2 separate regions of the Zea mays genome follow, and region 2 is linked to region 1. A link is a contact called in public Hi-C data. All regions are on one chromosome and are shown on one strand. Each heading gives the region's core, a stretch centred on a gene start, on an enhancer-like site or on the middle of the called end of the contact. The rest is flanking DNA. Distances are from core to core; before and after follow the strand shown. Region 1 holds the start of LOC100192538 (cytochrome b-c1 complex subunit Rieske, mitochondrial). Region 2 holds the start of LOC103646542.

Evidence for each region. A called contact is a pair of places that touch in the nucleus more often than the background predicts.
Region 2: a Hi-C map of ear shows a contact between it and region 1, with 5 times the contacts expected there. The contact joins the promoter of LOC103646542 here to the promoter of LOC100192538 in region 1. A contact is called at or near these places in 5 of 25 Hi-C or Micro-C datasets (bundle sheath, ear, endosperm and 2 more) and 1 of 3 datasets of contacts at active chromatin or transcription factors (leaf).

The regions. Positions count from the first base shown.
Region 1 is chr2:65,070,714-65,074,168 of Zm-B73-REFERENCE-NAM-5.0, reverse strand. It overlaps LOC100192538 (cytochrome b-c1 complex subunit Rieske, mitochondrial), which reads left to right and starts at 1,507. Exons shown (of 2, transcript NM_001137757.1): 1 at 1,507-1,756. The coding sequence starts at 1,582. It overlaps LOC113687172 (glycine--tRNA ligase, mitochondrial), which reads left to right. Exons shown (of 9, transcript NM_001367480.1): 7 at 110-190; 8 at 271-676; 9 at 801-1,207. The coding sequence ends at 1,048.
Region 2 is chr2:65,503,728-65,507,182 of Zm-B73-REFERENCE-NAM-5.0, reverse strand. It overlaps LOC103646542, which reads left to right and starts at 1,774. Exons shown (of 2, transcript XM_008671266.3): 1 at 1,774-2,483; 2 at 3,027-3,455. The coding sequence starts at 1,850.

The DNA.
Region 1 (3,455 bases), core at 258-2,757:
TCCAATAAAATGTTTCAGTCATTATCATCGCTATGAAGCTGTGATGTTTTGGTCAGTTTCTTTAAACTATCAGCTTTGCTATTAACAAGTTTCATTTTGGCATAGTCAGAAATTAGTTATAACGCCATCAAAGAAGGAACTTGGTCTTGCATTCAAAGGGAACCAGAAGTTGGTTGTTGAGTCATTGGAAGTAAGTTTCATAACCACATTGGCTTGTTATATTATGTTGCTGTTAGGCTGATCATCATTTACTTTATTATCTTTGTACAGGCCATGACCGAGACCGAGGCACTGGACATGAAAGCCGCGTTGGAATCCAGAGGGGAAGTCGAGTTCAAGGTGTGTACCCTTGGGAAGAATGTCACCATAAAGAAAAACATGGTTTCAATCAACATCGAGAAGAAAAAGGAGCACCAGAGGAAATTTACTCCTTCCGTCATAGAGCCATCCTTTGGGATCGGGCGCATCATATACTGCCTTTTTGAGCACTGCTTCTACCAAAGGCCTGGCAAGACCGAGGATGAGCAGCTAAACGTGTTCAGGTTTCCCCCTCTCGTTGCTCCAATAAAGTGCACCGTCTTTCCATTGGTCAAGCTCGAGAAATTTGAGGCTGTTGCCAAGAAGATCTCCAAGGCCCTGACAGCAGCTGGGATTTCACATATCATCGACATGACAGGTACATGGCCAAATCAGTAGAGTTGCGCTTGTTTTCTGTGGCACTGTTTATCTAAGTTCTGTTGCAATGGAGGTCTACAGTTTCAGTCGTTCTGAATTCTGATCCGTGACTGCCTCTGTTGCAGGTAATACAATAGGAAAACGGTACGCAAGGACGGATGAGATTGGTGTCCCCCTGGCGATCACGGTTGATCACACCACGAGCGTGACGGTGCGCGATCGTGACAGCAAGGACCAGATCCGCGTGGATGTGGACGAGGTGGCCTCGGTGGTGAAGGAAGTGACGGACGGGCAGAGCACCTGGGCTGACATCATGTGGAGGTACCCGGCTCACACGGCCTCGGCCGCCGACGAGGATGGGGCACAGCCCTGAAGAGGCACAGCCACAACACCACCCAACGATCGTTGGTCTCTGATAGTTCCTTCCTGCGTTCCTTAACAGAAACAGACTGCATTGTTGTGTAAGCCTACAGTAGCCAGATTCCTGCACATTTAAATTTCCACAAACAAATAGTAGCCTCTGTGTTATAAATTCTGCTACAACATTTCATCCTGTTTCACCCTTGAATGGACCTGTGATGTTTGCCTCGTCGTGATATGAAGGAACTAGAAAAACCACCTTTCCCACGGTCCGGGTTCACGGGAGAGCACCAGCAGAATTACAGTTATTAAGTGGAGGCCCATTTGGAAGCAGGCTAGCCAAGCTCACCACGTGCAAATCAGTGTGTGTGTTTCTTGGGCTGCAGAAATTGGGGCAGCGTAGCCCACCGCCCCCAATATTTTTCTCCGTCCCTCGTTTTCACCAGTCTCTCTTCTCTGTCTGTCTTCCTCCGTGCTTCCCGGCGCGAACCCTAGCCGAGATTAGATTGGAGGCGAGCGCCATCACCGGAGGAAGAGGGCGACACGATGCTGCGGGTTGCGGGAAGAAGGCTCTCGTCTTCCGTCTCCTGGCGCCCCGCCGTGGCGGCGGCCAGGGGCCCCCTTGCCGGTGCTGGCGCCCCCGACCGGGACGACGGCTCGGCTCGCGGCCGGAGCCAGACGCGGTTCTCCATCGACTCCCCCTTCTTTGTCACTGCCAGGGGTAAGAGCGCGCGTCCTTCCGCATGATTTCCGTGTCTGCTTGTAGATTTGGCTAGGACTGGGATCGGGATCCATCTGGCTTGATCTACGATACGAGGATTGCTAATTTCGCGAAGTTGTGGATGATTGCTTGGTTCTCGATGATGGCGTAGCTCTGCATCGAGTCCTTTCTGTTTAGTGATCCATGCTTGGTTCTCATGTAGCTTGATGTGCCGTAGCTGTAACTCTTACGTGGATCGGTCTTGTTAGCACTTCGTTAAGTAAGCGCCCCAACGTGTTTGGACGATTTGCGTTCCTTCAGGACCCAGGAGAATTTGTTCGCTTGTTTTTTAGCATTTTGTTATGCTGTTTGACATTCATTTCTTGATTTGCAGCCATTGAGCTGTGCTTTAACATAGACGAATGCCTCCTGCCCTTTCTGATTAGCACTGCCACTTGCCCTATGTGATCTCGTGAAAAACACAGGACAACTGCGTATCATTATATTAAGAAGAAAAATGTTTTGACCCATATACCAAACACCTAAACACACCAGTGAAAAACTACATGCTTGACTACAAGTTAAAACTAAAAAAAATGATCACAACCAACCATTATTTGGCGCAAGGGCGAGGAGATGAGAGGCCCCTCAAGCCCACCAAAGGAGTAGCTCATCCTTGATGAGCAACATAACCTCATTCAAGCTTGGCAAAATCCCATTAAAACGCAGCGATGGTGGTGATTCCAAATTGCCCGAGCTCCTAAAATGATGATGGGATTTTGCCCTTTTTGAACTGGACCACTCATTCTATAATTTGATTTTTACCCACTAATCATCAAAGGAAACATCATCCTGCTGAGGGGTTAAGGATTCTAGCCCCACTTGCTGCAGGAGGAGTACTGCACATGCCAAGCGAAAAGCCGAAAACACATGAGACAAGAAACTGGTCAATAGTTTCTTCCTCCTTATCACATAGCAAGCAACATTCATGATGCGGTAACCCCGCTTAGCAAGTTGATCTTCAGTCTAACATCTATTATGAGCGACCAACCACATGAACTTGCACTTGCTGGATTCCCAACGTTTCCTAATTCTCTTCCAAGGTCTAAAGAGGACATCCCCAACAAATAAACTCTCATATTCTGATTTTGCGGAGTATTTTTCTTTGGTAGAGAAATGCCATGTGTGAGAATCTTCAACCTCGGGCTGTAGTTTCACCTCTGAGAGAAGGCCCCAGAAATCAAGGAATTCAGCATTGACTATTGTGAGTGTGCCTTGAATATTTGAAATCCAGCTCTGTTCAGTCAAGGCATCATAGACTGCTCATTGTTTCGCTTGCCTTTTAGAAACCAGTCCAAACAAGTGAGGGACAAGGGATGATAAACACTGATAGAGTGCAGCCATATTATCAGTCCAGAAAAGTGTGTTCTTTCCATTTTCAACATTTGAGATGATGGCACTGAGAAAAAAGTCCTAACTGTAAAATGGTGTATGGGGAAGGCCGCTCACAGTCGATCAATTCCATTTTTTTTGCAACCAAAGCCATCTCATTCGAAGGGCTCAACTCAAATGCTGCAGATTTGTAATGCTGAGATCTCCTAGCTCAGGTGGCCGAATTACTTTAGGCCAAGTCACCAAGCAATGCCCACCATTTACGGCTCCTCATCCTCTCCAAAGAAAACTTCGAATTTTATCAATGGCTTTAAGCGCCCACGGTTGG
Region 2 (3,455 bases), core at 525-3,024, 430 kb before region 1:
GGTTTAGCTGGATCCTCAAACTCGGTGGGTTGACCGGGGTTCTCCGAATCGATGGTTAGAAGCTCATGGCGTACATCGTCAAGCATCTCTTCCATCCTATCGTAGTCCTCCTCTTCATGTGACTGAACTTCTGATACAATACGAGGAGGTGGGTCCTCACCGTGGTGCACCCACACCTCATAGCCTGGCATATAACCGTTCTTGCAAATATGTATCGACATAGTCCTCCTGTCAAGGAAATTAATGTTCCGACACTTGCTACAAGGGCACCTAACATCGGTTCCAGTCTCTGACCGAGCAAAAGCATGGTCGAGAAAAGCATCAGTCTTGGCAACCCACTCACTTGATAGAGCACCTCTTTTCTTCCAACCTTCATACATCCATCGACGATTCTCCTCCATACTAGATACGAGACGTTAACTTAATTAGATAAGTAATGCACGGACCATCTGTTTTTACGAAGAAATCACGCCCCTACATCTGTAGGAAAGGATAGGTCCTAAACCCACCCAGGAGTGACCGACGAGCCCGTGTTTATGACAAGACATGTGGTCGTGCGAAATTTTGGCAGCATAACCCCGCTGTTCTCCAATCGCACGCCTAAAAATGGTGCAATTGGAGAACAGAGGGGTTATGTTGCCGAAACTAAGCAGGAGCACATGCTTTTGTCATAAACACAGACTCTGTCGGTCACCCCGAGGCTGTCCAATAAAGGGACAATTCTGGCCCAACATACCTCACATGTGTCGCTTGTAAGGTGTGTTGGGCCGAAACGGGTGACGCCTAGGTTTCGTTTGTTCACACTACGATACACTATGATTAACTAGAATCATCGTGCATTATTAAATAATAAAACTAATAAACCACAATACAATATTACATACGAAATAACATTGTTATGGATGACAAATCATATAAAATGACCTTATTTCCGAGGGCATAATAATTACCCTCGGAAATTAAAAATTTAAATTATCTAAAGCACCACTAAATGAACTAAAACAAGCTAATTTAATTACATAATCAAATTTTGGCCGTCGGACATAACAAACTAAACAATCAAATACATTCATACATACAATTCTAATCAAATACATTCATACATACAATTCTTATCAAATACATTAATACATACAATTCTAAAAAACAATGTTAAGGATACTCACTTAGCGGTAGTTGTGGTTATGCCGTTGGCGAGGAGCAGCAGCGCGGGAGACACCGGACAGCGGGCGTGGGGAGCCGGACGGCGGCGGGCGCACGGTGCGACCGGGGCCTCGGCGAGCGCGCAGGCACGACGGCTGCCTCGGTGAGCGCGCTGGCGCGGCGGCGACGAAGCGGGCACGGCGGCGAGGCGACGGCGCGGAGAGAGAGAGAGAGCACCGAGCGCGCGAGAGAGAAATGAAAATCGAAACGGCCCTAGCGCCGTTACCTTGAAATCAGTAATCTCCGACGGCTACGCTGCCAGCCGTCGGACATAACCTTATCTCCGACGGCCTCGTACACAGCCGTCGGAGATAAGCAGTATTTCCGAGAGCCCGTTGTGGCCGTCGGACATAACCTTATCTCCGACGGCCTCGTAGGCGGCCGTCAGAGATAAGGTGGCCGTCGGATGTTTGTTAGTTTACTGTAGTGGAAGGCGCCGCTATCTTGTCTTTTCCGAATTCCGACATGCATGCTGCTAATAAAGCAATATTAGTATTATTATTAGAGATGTCCCAAGTTTTAAGATAACCTTTTTTACCCTTTCGGAACTAAGTTTACAGTACAAAAGGTTTCATCTTCCTTTCTCTCTCTTACTAGCCAACACAGTAAATAAACAATAAATAATAAAGATAAAAGAGAAGGCATTATGCGCATCTCTCTCCGCGTACTTATCAGTAGCGAGCTCGGCACGTCATTGTGCACTGCTGCACCGAGCCTAGCGCGAGCCTCCGTCCGAAAGTCCAAATCTTCAGCTCTCTCCTTGACGCATGCCCGGATCGATCGGTCCAGCTCTACCCACCGGAGGAGGAGGCAGATCAACGGGCAGCTGACTAAGGTGGATCCACGGAGGAGGCATGGCAAGAGGCCCCTACCCGCCGACGAGGAGGAGGAAGAGGAGGAGGAGCTGCCCCCGCCGCCGGCAAAGTACGAGCAGCTGGATCAGGAGGAGAAGCATCACGTTGTCGTCTCGCAGCTGCAAGCAGGAGCTACCTTTAGCGGTGGCCGAGGGTCTTCGTCGTCTTCCGTGGCCGGCCCTTCGCCGGAGGCGTACGCGCAGTACTACTACTCGGCGCGCGCCGACCACGACGCCTCCGCCGTGGCCTCCGCGCTAGCCCATGTCATCCGCGCCTCGCCCGACCAACTCCCGCCGCAGCAGGCCGCCTGCTTGTACGGCGCCGCCGGCGCGCCGGTCCTGCGGCAGGGAGAGGGAGACCATCCGCAACCGCAAGCGGCTGCGCACCACCATCCCGGTGGCCACGTCGCCGCCGAGGAGGAGCAAGGTACGCGCGCGCACGTAGCCATCCATCCTCTCTCATCGATCGATGCGAGCATAGCAAAGCTAGCATTACTCCTTGTCCTGTGTGCGCGCTCGATTGCGAAAGCAAGGCACGCACACACGGGCGCTTCCGCTCGCTCGATTGCGCGGCTAGCTGTTTGGAAGCTTCGCACCGTCCAAATCAGTGACACGTCGTCCATCATCGATGCAGCCTGTCAATTACCAGCAGCTAGCTAAGTATACTTACTCCTTGACTAGCAGTAATAGTCCGTGGGTTAATGAACACTCGAGAAAGCACACCAGCATGAACTGGGCAGGAGATCAAGCACCGCTAATTAACTATGCTGATTGACGAATTATCTTGCCAAGGAGTATTTTATGCGTACAAAGATTACGTTATCTGTGACGCAACGTGCTCTCACGACGATTTGATAAAACCTGTGTCCAGGCCAAGTAGGTGGTAGATAGTTAATTACTCTATTGAGCACGGCCATGTGTTTTGTAGTAGCGAATAAACTAAGCATGTTTTGCGCCGCGGGAGGTGCAGGTCTGAGGCGGCACTACCGAGGGGTGAGGCAGCGGCCGTGGGGCAAGTGGGCGGCGGAGATCCGGGACCCCAAGAAGGCGGCGCGGGTGTGGCTCGGCACCTTCGACACGGCGGAGGACGCCGCCATCGCCTACGACGAGGCGGCGCTGCGGTTCAAGGGCACCAAGGCCAAGCTCAACTTCCCGGAGCGCGTGCAGGGCCGAACCGACCTCGGCTTCGTCGTCACCCGCGGCATCCCGGACCACCACCGGCACCCGCGGGCGGCGGCGGTGAACCTGGCAGCAATGCCGCAGGCGCAGGCGCAGCCGCACTTGCAGCACGGCCGCCCGACCGTCATGCCGTACCCGTACCCGTACCCTGACCTCATGCAGTACGCGCAGCTGCTGCAGGGCGGCCGGGGCGGCGGCGACCACGCGGCGGCGGTCCAGC